Linked DNA regions of Mus musculus: regions 1 and 2 are each linked to region 3. A link is a contact called in public HiChIP or PLAC-seq data. All regions are on one chromosome and are shown on one strand. The core of a region is the stretch at or near the end of the contact, and the rest is flanking DNA. Distances in the headings are between cores, read along the strand shown. Region 1 holds the start of A630001O12Rik (RIKEN cDNA A630001O12 gene). Region 2 has its middle 8.9 kb from the start of Gm45805. Region 3 has its middle 18 kb from the start of Gm31546.

The links. HiChIP or PLAC-seq counts read pairs in DNA pulled down with a chosen protein or histone mark.
Region 1: an HNF4G HiChIP or PLAC-seq map of pancreatic cancer cells shows a contact between it and region 3. The contact joins the promoter of A630001O12Rik here to the enhancer-like site in region 3. A contact is called at or near these places in 1 of 39 promoter capture datasets (neutrophils), 3 of 15 datasets of contacts at CTCF or cohesin (CD8 T cells and the NIH/3T3 cell line), 23 of 484 Hi-C or Micro-C datasets (3T3-L1-derived adipocytes, the AML12 cell line, the C2C12 cell line and 14 more), 24 of 115 datasets of contacts at active chromatin or transcription factors (the 230-238 cell line, CD8 T cells, the HPC-7 cell line and 15 more) and 1 of 9 other capture datasets (embryonic stem cells).
Region 2: an HNF4G HiChIP or PLAC-seq map of pancreatic cancer cells shows a contact between it and region 3. The contact joins two enhancer-like sites. A contact is called at or near these places in 2 of 15 datasets of contacts at CTCF or cohesin (the NIH/3T3 cell line and large pre-B cells), 13 of 484 Hi-C or Micro-C datasets (B cells, the Ba/F3 cell line, the CH12 cell line and 6 more) and 11 of 115 datasets of contacts at active chromatin or transcription factors (the 230-238 cell line, CD8 T cells, the HPC-7 cell line and 7 more).

Annotation. Positions count from the first base shown.
Region 1 is chr8:126,846,217-126,850,902 of GRCm38.p6, reverse strand. A630001O12Rik (RIKEN cDNA A630001O12 gene) reads right to left here and starts at 1,883. Exons shown (of 2, transcript NR_151740.1): 1 at 1,673-1,883; 2 at 1-1,542. All of the region lies in intron 1 of Gm31718 (a long non-coding RNA gene), which reads left to right.
Region 2 is chr8:126,765,054-126,769,501 of GRCm38.p6, reverse strand. No RefSeq gene overlaps it. Among named protein-coding and RNA genes, the nearest start is that of Gm45805, 8.9 kb to the right of the region's middle. Within about 2 kb of position 1,626, at least 65 of the 459 cell types and tissues checked have an H3K27ac peak or open chromatin away from gene starts, as enhancers often do. A contact at or near this core is called in the Ba/F3 cell line, CD8 T cells, bone marrow-derived macrophages and 3 more, where this site is marked.
Region 3 is chr8:126,611,858-126,616,793 of GRCm38.p6, reverse strand. No RefSeq gene overlaps it. Among named protein-coding and RNA genes, the nearest start is that of Gm31546, 18 kb to the right of the region's middle. Within about 2 kb of position 2,428, at least 216 of the 459 cell types and tissues checked have an H3K27ac peak or open chromatin away from gene starts, as enhancers often do. A contact at or near this core is called in the 230-238 cell line, 3T3-L1-derived adipocytes, the AML12 cell line and 21 more, where this site is marked.

The DNA of each region.
Region 1 (4,686 bases), core at 634-3,133, 230 kb before region 3:
CAGAAAAATAATCAAAGTCTAGACCATGGGACAGAGAGCACAAGAGGTCATCTTGGATAGACATGACCTGTCAGAGAAACTTCATGTTCATGCTGTCTTCATTTTTTAACATGATTATGTGTGCATACATACAGGGAAGACATGGCTCCACATGGGTGGTGTCTTCAGTCACCTCTCCACCTTACCTTTTGAGACAGGGTCTCTCACTGCACTTGAGCTCACAGATTGGAGAGAGCAGATGTCAGCAAGCACAGACTCTCCCAGTGTGTCTCCCCAGAACCGGGAGCTGTGCTTCACTTACTTCTTATGTGGGCTCTGGGGATTAGAACTTGGATCCCCAAGTTTGTTAACACTAAGCCATTTCATCAGTCCCTGTTGTTGATTGATGTATGGGCTTCATTGGTGTCCATTCTTTGGGAACTTGCTGCATGTTATTCAGAGGGGGTCTAGTCTGCAGGGGCTTTGATGACAGAGGCAACCTTTGTTCATAACTGCAAGGCTGCAAGAGGAAGCCCCATGTCTGTTTGATGGCTCTGCTGTCTACCGGATACAGTCTTTCTAACAGCCAGGGTTTTGAATGACCTGACCTCTTTCCCTCCCTCTGAGACTGGAAGATACCAGCTTCACTTTAGCCAGCTCAGGCAGGGAAGGCTCAGCTAGGAAGATCCTGCCCAGTATAAGGGCTGATGGTGTAGGGGTTGAATACCCAGTGGTGCAATAGTCCCTGGGACCTCCACTGTGGCTTTGTGTCACAGTGATCAGGGGACAGGAGAGGCCAGAGCAGGGAACTGCTCTGTCCAGGCCTGGCGTGCAGTGGTTTCCTGCTTTACTAAGTGGCCGTTGCTCTGTACTGATGATTCATGATGTTTGGAAAGTGTGGCTGTGCGCTGAACAGGGAAGTGAAGAATAACACAGCCAAGGTCAAGGCAGGACAAGACAGGACAGCGCCATTACCAGCCATGCACTGTGTGGAAGATACAGAGGGTGAGGGCAGTAGTAAATCGAGGTCTGGTGGTCCTTGGCAGAGTGAGCCTGTGCTCCCCCTTGCAGGTTTGCAAGTAGTGGTCACCTGTCTGTCGCTGGAAGCCAGTGCTGGTCTTGGCTGAGCTGGGCAAAAGGAGGAAGTGGAGGGTGAGTGAGTCAGCCTTTGTTTCCTCTCTGAGTCAGGGTCGGCTCCATTTCTGAGGTTGGAGCCAGGGGGCACTGTGTGGCTTTCTGTGGATTCTTTGAACTTGTAGTCAACACTGATGATCTGCCCCTTAAGGCCGCTGCCCCTTCAGTGACCTTTTAGATGAGTAAGGGGATTAAGCTGGATCCTGCAGCCCTACCACTAGCCAGACTCCCCTTTGACTCAACTGGAGCTCTTCCTGTGGTCAACGGACAGAGTCCAGGGATAGGTTTCTGGGGCTGTGCCCAGATCAGGGCATCCTTATGCCAGGAGTCAGCTCTGAAGGGGCAGCTGGGTTTGAGAGTCTCTTCTGGTGATGGGTAGTGAGGTCATCTCCCTGGGCTTCAGTCAATCCTTAGGTTGGTGATGCAGTACTAGGAAGACGAACACATGGTTAGGATGGTCATACCAGGAATTTCCACGGACAGTGCAGAGCTGACTGTGGCGGGTCAGGTACAACCTGTTCTAAGAGCATTCCTTGTGCTCAGAGATGAGATTACTCACCCAATGGAGACTTGGGACTCCTTTACAGAACACTTCTATGTCCCTGGGCCTTGGCGCCTACCCATCATCGCCTTAGATGGTTAGCGCTCTGACCTTCCAGCACATTCTTCTTATTTTTTCTTGCACATTGCATGACCAGGCAGATGGTCGGTTGGTCCTGCTCAGCCTAGCAATGTTGGTGGGGCTATGTAGCTGCAAGTAAGAATGCTGTGAGTTGAGGCAGTTGGAGCTTCTGGTACAGCGATAGGCAGGCCAGGGGCTCCCCTTGCTCTCACGCCAGCTTCCTCTGAACTCTGATTCCAATCGCTTGTCTTTGAGAAACTTCCTCTACCTCGGTAGACAACGTAAAAGATGGTGGCTTTCGATACTACGCACGGCCTCACTAGGGAGTGACTGAAAGTTCAAAGTCCCAGACATGGCCTTGGTGGCCTTTGCTAGGGCCAGGTAAATGTCAGTGGTTCCTCCATGGTGGTGGTATGGGGAGTGTTGATCTAATAACTGCTCACATCTGGGCTGTGTGATGAGCAGGTCCTTGCCTAAGACAGACAATGAGGCTCTTCCTGAGTCCCAGCATGAAGATGCAGCCTTTCTGCCCCTGCTCACCTTACCCAGAGCCTAGCAGCGAGGAGTAGGGCCCCATGGCGGGTTCATCTGTCCTTTAAGCTGTTATTTCCTGGGAGGATGTGGTGGTGGGTGAAGGTCTCCTTCTGGAGATACAAGCTTCAGGTAAAAAGCTGTGTGATTTTTTTTTTTTTTTTTTTTTTTTGAGCAGAATTCCTTGGAGAGTGCTCTTTGCAACCAAACGGAAGAACAAAAGGACAATTCTCAGAAGCACACCAAAAACGAAACCAAATAAAAACCCCATAAAAAATCCCTATGGGGTAAAGGAAATACCAGTCTGATGCCTTTTGTGTCTTGTGTTGGGTCATAAAGGGCAGGCTCTCTAAGAGGTGGTGTCAACAGTGGCAATGTGGCAATGTTTGGACTCCAGAGAGAATGCTCTGGAAAACAATAGAAGGTGACACCCACGTGTCTATGTGACTGGCAGCCATCAGGGACAGCCTCATGGCCAGGGCATGTATGGAGCCTGGGAGAGGCACTGGGCAGGAAGGAGCTCAAAGTTTGCACATGGTCACCGAGAGCTGGCAACTGGGCTTGTCCCTTCTGGGCATGACTGATGTCAGAGGATCTCTGACCTCCACTTAGTCACTAGATACCAGTCTGGAACTCTCTTTGAAGATGAAGTAAACACTCACAGTGCTGATAATAACAGCTGGGTGATGTCACACGGTTATCTGTAGCTTGAAGAGCTGCACCTGGGTGCTGGAGTGACTGACAGGCATCAGACTTTCTGTTCCCTCATGGGCCTTCTGCACGAGGGGCCACAGTTTGGGGGCGTGGTTCAGAGGCTGCTTCAAGGATGGAGCTGAGGATGCGGTGACTTTCACTCTTGTTTCAGGAGGTGACAACATGCCAGGGATGGAGCTGTGCTGTCAACCACAGCAGCTGCGTGTGGCCTGTGGCTGGCAGCTCGGCCTACATGGGTACCTGCCATGAGGCTTGTGGGAGATTTCGGTTCTGCTCTGTGGCTTTGAGCAGCAGGGAAGCCATGGTGTGTGTGTGTGTGTGTGTGTGTCTTTATTGGGGTATGTGAACAAGAGCTCACATAGCTCAGGCTGGCCTCAAACACACTAAGTAGCCAAGGCTGGCTGACCTTCAGCTCAGTGCTGAGATCACAAGTGTGCACTGCTATACCCAGCTTCTGTGTGCTGTTTGCTGAGCTCTCTGCCCTGGAGGCAGCTCTGAGCCTTTCAGGACTGACCCATCCAGCTTGTCATTGATTGACTCCTTCTCTAGCTGTCATTTCTCTCCTTGCTGCCGCTCCTTTTGTCTCGATTGCCCTTGACTGAGAATTTGTCTTCCTACTTTCCTTTTGTGAGGGTGAGAGCTCTGACCTCATGGTGTGGCCTCACTGGGTCTTAGAAGGAGATCGAGGTAAAAGCTTGTTGCAGGGAGACCTCACGAAATCCATCTGCTGCTTTGTGAGAAGAGGCTGAGCAGGTCGGGTTGCAAACATGGCTTGGCAGCTAAGGGCAATGAAGCCTCTTGCAGAGGATCCAAGTTCAGTTCTCAGCACCAATGACAGGTTGCTCACAGTAGCCTGTAACTTCAGCTTTGGAGGGTCTGACACTTTTTTGGGAACCTACACTTATGTACACACACAGATACACACACACACACATACACACACAGAGACATACACATGCACACATCACACATATGTACACACAGAGACACACCCACACCATACCAACCACTCTCACACACATATACACACATACACACACACATACACAAATATATACACACAAGTATATACACACTTCACACACACACATACAGATACAAATATATACAGATAGACACATGCACATACCACACACATGCAAACACACACACACACATACACACCACACCACACCACATTAACTACAAACACATCCATACACACACTCATACACATACATTCATACACACACATATAGTACAGACATAGACAGACACATCATACACACACCACACATATACACACATACACAGACCTACCCACACCACACCACACCACACCACACCACACCACACCACACTAACCGAAAACATATCCATACACACACACACACACACACACACACACACACAGATACAATCAATACTTAGAGAGAGAGAGAGAGAGAGAGAGAGAGAGAGAGAGAGAGAGAGAGAGAGAGGAGTTCAAGGCACCATATCTCAACGGGTTGTTCATCACATACCAGGTGTCAGGTGTTGCAGAGCATTCGGAGACAAAAGCAAAGGAGCACAAGGAAAGAGGAACAGGAACCTGCCTTCCCTTTTCTGATCTCTCCTCTGGAGCCCCTTCTTTGTTAGCTGCTTCTCACTCTACCCCCGACAGGAAGCAGAAACTAGGGGATGGGTGGGAAATGAAACCCAGGGCTCTCCACAGAAGGCACCCCACA
Region 2 (4,448 bases), core at 377-2,876, 150 kb before region 3:
AGATTATCAGGAGAGTACACATTAGCACATGGCTTCTGGAGAGAGTTTATTTTGACTCATGGTTTCGTGGACGGAACTCCATGTCCAGCTCCATTGATTTCAGCTGCGTGTTTGGGGGGAGCATAGCGCCAGAATAAGGCAGCAGGGAAACACCGCTTACAGCAGGGCAGCCAGGAAGCAGAGAGAGAAGGTCAAGGGTCACATCCGGTGACATACGTATGTACATACGTTCTCCAACAGACCCCACCTCCTGATTTCTGCCACTATCCATTCGCACTATCAAATTATAAATCCACGAAGAGATCAGTCATCGATTAAGACAGGGTCTGTAACCACTTCCCCAAAGCCGGTCACCTGTGGTATTACTCTCCATTGCTTCAAGGAAATACGGAAAAAAGTGACCTAAAGAAGGAAGAGCTTATGTTGGCTCACAGTTCTAAGGCGCATCATGGAGGGGAAAGGCACGAGAGTTGGAGCTTGAGGCCACTGGTCACAGTGTACCTGCCATCTGGAAGCAGAGAGAGATGGATGCGTGGTGCTCAGACCACTTTCCCCCTTTAACATGTATTGTTTCTGTTATTCTGTTATCATCATTAGCATCATCATCATCATCATAGGTGCATGCTCACACATAATGTACATGCCATCATACCTATGTGGAGGTTTAAAGATACACCTGTTCTTTTCATACAGTCCAGAACCTCAGCCCTTAGCGTCTGGCTCTCCCTACCTCCCTTAACACGCTCTAGATAATCCTTCACAGGTGCGCCCAGAGGGTTGTCTCCCAGGTGATTCTGATCCATCATGGCTGGCCAGTAGGTCCCCAGCACATGATCCTTCAGGAAGGCACATTATCAGACTGAAACCACTGCATGGCACCCCCCCCCCTTTCTTGAGGATTTTGGCGGGAGTGTGTGGGTGAGTATAGATCTGATCTAGGATCCACAAGGAGCAGGTCTTAGTCATTAATGAGGGGTAGTGAATTGGAGGCTTTCCTTGTCAAAGAAGTGGGACTAGCAGAGCCTTATTAAGTTTCACTAAGCATCGTCAGGGCAGCCATAGTGGAAGCATGGTCTGGAAGGCAGCAGGTACGGAGTGTGCGTCAGCTGAACAAGGGGTGTGTGAAGGGGAGGCGTCTCTTCCCTTCTGCTCTGCTCAGAGGAATGGCAAGTGAGGGTTGCTCTGTGAGTCTGATTCAGTTGCACAGTGAAACTTGAGTGAGCCTCGGGGGGGGGTGGTGGTGCCAGGGTTGATGGTGAAGGGCTCTTGACTTGTGAGATGAGGGGAAGGAGTTGAGGGTGTCACTCTACACTGGGGACTTTGCAGACCTGCCCTTCCTGATATCACCAGTGGAGTCTTCCTGGATTAGAAGAATTTATCTTTTGTTTTGTTTTTGTTTTTGTTTTTGTTTTTGTTTTTGTTTTTGTTTTTGTTCAAGGTGCTGATGTAATGGGAAGGACACATGTCAACTCCATCAGAAGGAGGGCATTGGTAGCTTCAGGAAAGGCCATAGTGCTCAGGAGGTATACTACCTGTTTCAGGAGTTCTTCAACCTCAGTTGCATGAGGCAGAGGCTGATGTGTGGAACCAACTGTCCCTCTTTGAGTGGCTGTGGCTCTGGTTCATGAGCCACGGGCAGAGGAGCCCTGTAGAAGCTGTGCCCCTGAGGTAGAATGTCAAGTGTGTCTGGTGAGGGATAGTCCTGTCCTCCAGTAGACTCACTGCGACCATTCTTTCTGGTCTAGCCGCTCTAAATGGCAATGTCTTGATAAAGTAGACATTTAACATTTTCAAAATATCAGGAAAAAGATAACAGAGCCCTTTGCTCCTGAGAGGAGTGTGAGTCACTGGCACCAGAGGGCCTCTAGTCCTTTTCTTGGTCACCGAGAGAGCATATGAGTCACACCCAGAATCATTTCTTCTGAAGTCCTTAATTGTGAAAAAGAGGTAGCCTTGCGGAAGTCCGGGCTGAGACACTGTCATGGGAAGATTCCAGATTGGTTGAGAGAGGACAGAGGTGATGGATGGTTTTGTGATCATGTTCAGCCTGTAGCTCTTTGCCATTGAAGCCTTTCCAAGGGGTCAGAGATGCTGCCAGGATCCCTGGGAAGGGAGTCCTTGCTTAGCCTCTGCAGTGCATCCTGGGACTAGAGATCAAATCCAAGGCCTCTCTGCTAGTCACTCCACATTCACGCTCTCTAGATCACTACAAGAGCCCTGGAGTGTTATCAGAGAGTCTCTGTTTGCTTCCTCCATGAGAGTTGATGAGAACTGGAGGCTCTGGGAAGACCTGGTACCTACACCCTTGCTGCTCAAGTCTTCCCCCAGTCTGCTACAACAGTCCAAACATTTTTCCCCAAAGCAACTGTTTGCTGACTTCCAACACATGCCCTGGTTTGGTAGCATTGGAGAAATCCTGGGAGAAGCTAAAAGCACTGTGGGAATGGTGTTTTTTTGTTTTTTGTTTTTATTTTCTTTCTGCGGGTGTCAGATGTGTGTCTTCTTGTTTCACAGTGTCTGAACAAGCATTGCTCTTCCACAGAGGGAAAAAAATCAAAGCTGTGACCAGAGGACTCTTGGGGTAAAACATCTGAGGCCTGAGGTTGGGAGAGCCACAGATGATGGAAGGAAGCAAGAATCTACATAATGCTTCAGCAGTTATAAACCAGGGGAAAACTTACCCCACAAGGAAGGCAGGTCAAGGCAGACTTGCCATCACATTGGTGGTTGAAGAGGAATATTCTAGGGATGGAAGTCTTCTCTTTCCTCAGCAATCACAAGGTCCCGCTATCTATTGAGGTTGGCTTGAATAAATGTCCCGCTATCTATTGAGGTTGGCTTGAATAAATGTCCCTGCTAGTGGCTGATGTCATTTGGAAGTGGGCACGGGCTCTGTTTGCTGAAGCACAGGAGTACTTCTGTTGAGCTCATGACTTGCAAATGAGCAGAAGTCAGGCCATGTGTAGAGATCCTTCTGGATGTCCTGGGCCTTCCTGTCTACCTCGTCCTCCTCCTCAATCTAAGCCTCCTTTCTCCATGGTCAGTTGTAGGATCCAGGGACTGGTACTGATTAAATGGTAATGATAAACCTACCATGAGGAACTGGTAGAGAGAGCCTTAACTTAGCTCCTTTTCTAGTTTCATAGTGTCGTCTGTCTGTCTGTCTGTCTGTGAGTAAGTGCATGCACACAAACCTTTTCCTTTCTCTTCACTTTCTGTGACAGAAATGGACAGACTCAGTCTCTTAGGATGATGGAAGATGGCTCAGAGGACACAGTGAAATCACCTGTGTTAGGCTGACGTCAGTTAGTGTTCTGTGAAGAACACTGGGACTTTGCTCTGTTCACCGAGCTGCCGGTCTCGGACATCTTTCAGATCAGTGTGGCATATCAAGATGCCATCTTTACAGTCTTAGAGAATCTTATTTATGGCCACTCAGTAAATCGACCTCACCCATCACACATCCATAGGTGTTTGCTCTGCTGCCTATCTTTTGCTACTGCAAAATGTAAACCTGGGCACTTCCTCCATGTTGCTGCTGCAACTGAAGGACAAATTCCAGGAAGCAGGATAATTAGGGCAAAGGGTACATGTGTTTATGCTTTAGATAAGGTTTCTAGATACCCAGGAGGGGAGCGTCATATGTTATGCACAGCCCTCTTTCCTCACCCCCAAGACTTATCACAACTTAAATTTGTATTACTCTTCTTTCAGTATGATTGACCTGAATGGGTGTATATATATGTATGTGGGTGTATGTGTGTATGTATGTATGTATGTATATGTATATGGGTATGTGTGTGTATGTGTGTATATGTATGTATGTGTGTATATGAGTGTATGTGTACATATATGTATGTGCATTTGGGCATGTGTGTGTATGTGTGTGTATGTGTGTATGTGTATACATGTATATGTATGTTTGTGCATGTATATGTTTATGTGTGTGTATGTACATGTGAATGTGTATATGTAAATGTATGTGTTTATGTGTATATGTATGTTTATATGTATGTATGTGAGTGTATGTGTTTGTGTGTGTATATGCATGTGGGTATGTATATGCATGCGTGTGTATGTATGTACATGTAAGTGTATGTGTGTATGTATATGTGTGTATATGAGTGTGGGGGGGGGTGGGATGAGGAGCCTTCCTTGATTGCTCTCTACCTTATTTATTGAGGCGAGGACTCTGGCTGAACCCAGAGCTCAGGTTTTATCTAATCTGGCTACCCAGTTTCTTTGGGGGATCACATATCTCTGCCTCTGCTTCCTATGATCTGGGAATACAGAAGAGTTGCCATGCCCACTGGGCTTCTTCGTGGGTTCTGGGGATCTGAACTCTGGTCCTCGTGCTTGCACAACAAGTGCTTTATCCACTGAGCAACCTCCTCAGCCCTCGCCTGTGGATTAAAATGAGTTTATATTAATATTGAGATCACATTAGA
Region 3 (4,936 bases), core at 1,179-3,678:
TTAGCAGTGGTGCTGCATGGCTTTAATCCCAGCAAGCAGATCTCTGAGTTTGAGGCCAGCCTGGTCTACAGAGCGAGTTCTAGGACAGCCAGGGCTACACAGAGAAACCCTGTCTCAAAAAAGGGGGGAGAGAGGGGGCAGAGGGGAGGGAAGGAGGGGGGAGTGAGGGGGAAGAGAGGAAGGGGGAGGAGAGAGAGAGAGAGAGAGAGAGAGAGAGAGAGAGAGAGAAACTTCTCCAGGGAGACATGAACTTGTATTCACTCCAGATAGCTCACTGATGACACAGGGAAGAAACTGTTCTACCCTCGTCTAGTTTGGTGAACAGGGTGAGTTTAATGATGTGATAGCTGCTTCGCAATACAGCTAGTCCCCAGTTCATGCAATGTACAGCACTGGAGCTCTCTGCACAGCTAGCAGGCAGTTCCACAGAAGAGTCCCCCTTAGCATTGACTGCTTACTTAATCCCCAGGCAGGGCCACCATTATCTTTGTTTTCATTTGAGTTCTTGTAACTCTCTTGTGGGTTTCATGAGCAGTCTCTCCTCCAGGAATGCTTCTGAGGAAAGACCAACCCTCTTTTGTCTTCAGGAGACTGGGCAACCCCAAGAGTAACTTCTTGGTTTTGTTCCTTGTTTGAGACCGATGTCAATAGCAGTGTTTGGAAGCCTGAAGCGGGGACATGAGTGGGTGGTTGGGGCCCCTCCCACACACAGCTATGCAGGACGGGAAGCAGGGGCGTGAGCTCTGGGAGGACTTCCGGGTCTCTGGGCTTGCAGTGGCCCATTGTATGCAGATCTGGGTGGTTTCTCAGCCCACACCAGGCACCAGCCCCACCAGCTCCACCTTCAGCTGATACAGAACTGGGTCAGTGCCTCTGCCCAGCTAGGAGGAGCTCTGAGCTGGTTACTCATTCTTACTCATGGAGGTTCTGCAATGCCTCACCGCCAGCCCCAACCTCCGGTCTCCCACATGCATTCCGAGCCTCCCTGTCCATCTGGAGAGCAGCGAACTGAGAGGGTTGAAAGGAGATCCCAGACTTGTAAAACCAGATGCTGGCTCCTCCAGGCTGGCTCCCCCTCATCCACCAGCCAACAGTTTTTACCTTTTTAAAAAGTCACACCCCTGGGAGCAGAGCATCCACTGAACTGCTGATATGGGACAGGGTGGGGGATGGGACTGAGAAGGTGGGAGTTAAAAATCAAAGTGATAAATGGGCCAACTGTTGCATTCACACCACGGGTTGAGGCAGTTGCTGTCCCTAGGAAAACAAAGGCACTCCAGGATCTCCAGCCACCAGGGACACCCCTCATATAGGGATGACAGGCCAGCTCTTGTCTCTCCTCACCCCTGACTCTTGTCACCCTCCTCTCCAGGTTCCCCAAGATCTGCAGTACTGTATTTAGTTGCTGGGGAAAGAGAAATTGTTTCTGGCCAAGGTTGATCTACTTGACTGTGACTTTAAATGCAAAATGTCCCTCTCAGGTTTATGCAGTAGGAATGATGCTTGGGGGAAACATGGACCCTTTAAGAGCCGGGGCTTAGCTAGAGAAAGTAAGTCACTGGAGAACAGGGTCTTAACCAGTTTCTGCTTCCATGAGGAGCTATGGTGTCCTTTCCACTTCCTAGTCTGATGGTCAGGTCAGGAGCTCTAGCACAGCCTCCAGCCACCCTGAACTCTCCTGTACAGTCCCCACTGTGAAGGATGGACGTTCTCTCGCTCCAAATTGCTTTTGTCCAAGATTTTGTCAAGGCAAGAAGAAATGTAGCCAACACAGGCACATCCTTCCAAAGGGCTGCAGCCTGGAGACCAGGGGGTGTGGTCACATCAAGTGTTCAATGCTGACAACGCACAGAGCAGGGCAGTCAGAGGTGACACATGGAACCCAGCCAGTGAGATGGACAAGTGCTCACGTGTTCCCATGTCTGTTTCCCACCAGGTTTCCGGTGCTTCTCCTTCACCTCCCACTTCATACCTTCTGAGCTATGGGTGGGCTGCCTGGGGGCCAAAGGCCACAGATCCCAGGGGTATGCCTCAGATTGTCCCTGTGACCCTGTCAACTGGGGTGCAAGTCCCAGAGAGACATGGAACCGCCCCCACTTCCTCTTGAACACCTGCTGGTCTGAGGTAAAGCCTCTACTGAAGGAGTATGCTCGGTGGCCTCCAGGAAATCTACCCATATTACAGTAGGATGCAGAAGGCTGCGAGAACCCACAGACCCCTTGGGTTCTGCCCAGACAGACTGTGACCGGGATGGTGACGTAGGCTGATCAGCCTGGCCACACCCCAAATCCTGTTTGGCCTGGTTTTTGTAGGAAGGCAAGAGGTAAGGGCCTAGAGAATGAGGCAACAGCTTCCCCAGGGTGAGTTCCTGCCCAGAGCTGGTATCTGGTTTCTCAGCCAAGCATGGGTGGCTCTGGCTCTGTCTCTGATTCCGCTGACTCACAGTTTGGATTACACATTGGACATAGCTTGTCTGTTTGCCTGGACACTGACCCTTGGTCCTGGTTGCACGCTGCACATGGGCCTCTAGGTTTGTCCGGATATTGATCCTCAATCCTGGTCACACTCTAAACATTAGTCACCTACCTTGGCTGATTCTGCATGCACACTGCACACTGGCTGGCTGTTTGCCTGGATACTGATCCCTGATCCTGGTTGCACAGTATACACTGGTTTTCTATGCTTGCTTGGGACTCATCCTTGATCCTAGTTGTACTTTGTACTCTGTTATCTAAGTGTGGCTGGCTAGTCCTCCCAGAGAAAGGTCTTACTTGCAGTCACCCCAACCCTATTTTCAGAAGACACTCGGCTTTCTTGGAGTCGGACTGGGGCCTTGCTGGGCTTTCCTCTAGCCTAATTTTAATAAGCTGGCCGGATGTTTCTTTAGGTAGTAGAAACAGGCATGTTCTTGAGACTCAGGTTCACCTTCACCTTTGAAGGCAGGACATGGCAGGATGCTTGAGATCAGGGCTTGGGATAACAGGAGAACCTTGTTAACCACCGGGAAGGCTTTGCCCCACCTTGTACCCATTTCCCAGGCTGTCATGTTGCTGACAGTCATGTCCGACTCTTTCAGCATGCAGGTTACAGCTGCACGATGGTACCGATTTCTTACTCCTCACGGAGCCTGTATCTAGTGATGATTTGTGCTTTGTGAGCTAGGAAGCTGGGGGCTACCCACTCCTATTCTCACCTCTGTCTGGGGTCTCAGATGCTGGCAAGAATCACACATTCTGGGCTTGCTGGGGACTCGGCCTATCTAAGTCCCTACCCCCACCCACAGGGGAATTGTGGAAATGCCCCTGTCCCTCTTGAGAGTGAAATGTAGTCAGTAAATACCTAGGACTTCACCTGTGGGGTACCGAGAGCCGCTGTGGCAGAAGTTCTGGTTGTCAGGGGACCTGTCCATGATCACAGCATATCAGTGGGAACCCTTAAGGGAACGTGACTCACAGGCTGCTTGCTCCTGACTCCTCCCAGCTGAAGAAAGAAAGGATGGTTAGCAAACAGCAGGTGGGTGGCTGTGTGAGACAAACGTCAGGGAGAATGTTATGGGGTTGCTGGGGTCAAAGCCTGAGTCCTGGTAGCTATAAAAAAAAGTTAGCCAGGGCTACCCCTCCCCAGTTAAAGAAGTAGCAATAAAAGCAGAGAAAAGAGATTTATTTTTTGTGGCCACAGTGGGAAGAACAAAGGGGTCTAGCAACCCTCAAGTCCATCTCTGAGATCCTGGCATGAGGTTTAGGGTTAAGTAGAAAGCAAGTGAATGCGCAGAGAAGCAGATCTGGCCAAGGTGTGGCCCCGCCCATCACTGAGCTGCTGCCGCTGCCACTGCCACCACTACCACCACCACCACCACCACCTGGGCTCCAGTCTCCTGTGAGGTGGTGTGACACATGGTCAGACCTGTGTGACCCTTCCTGGGGGATTCTGGCTGGCACAAGGCCTTCTCCATCTGACAGCTTGAGATTCCCAGAGAAATTCCAGTTTCTTGGAGTCCCCAGTAGTCTGACAGCCAAAGAATAGGCTACAAGGGTCTCTTTATAAAACTGTCACAACAGAAGTCATGGGAAGATGGAGCGATGAAGCCCTGGTTGAAGAAGAACACGTGGCACTGTACAGGACAGTTGACCCAGGTGACAGTTAAGGAGCAGCCGGTGAAGGGTGATGAGTTACAAGTGCCCACAGGGAAAAGGGACACAGGACAACCAGGGTTACATCAGAGGGAACTGGACTCTCCCACACACCCTGCTATGAAGCCTGAGGTCCTTGAGGCAGAGGGTATTCCTGGAACCTTGTGGGTAGGACTCAGGCCACATGCAACCCTGAGTTTCTATTCATCCAGCCGGATTCTGCAGGAAGGATCTTCATCAAGGACAAGAGGACAAGCCCTGGGTGAAGAAAGGGCTTGGGGGGACAGCAGGCGGTGGGAGTGGAATCCAGATACAAGGGATGTCTGCCATGTTTTGGTTTTATGGGAAAATGGAGAAAGTCTTTCTCAAAAGCAGCGATTACTAAGGGTGAATAGGAGAGAAACCACAGGAAATTTTTTTTTCCCTAGGACCAAATATCTAAAAGAAAAAAGTTCCCCCAAACTAAACAAAATTAGATTGAGAAATTCCACAAGGTACCTAAGGGACCGAGTGGCTCCTGGTGCTTCCCACTGGCGCCAGCCTCAAGCCCTAACAGCCGCCTGGGGAAGGGACACTAAGTTGATGCAGAAGTCACAATTCTTTCTTGCAGAACCTTTGTTGCTGAAAGTTGGAAACGGTTTATGTGAACCTCAGTAGGAACAGCTGGTGACACCCCTCCCAACCCAACACACACACACACACACAAGAATGTGCACATACACATTCACACTTGTACACATATGCATACTCGTACACACATGCACATGGGTACACACATGCACATATACACATATATGTACATGCAC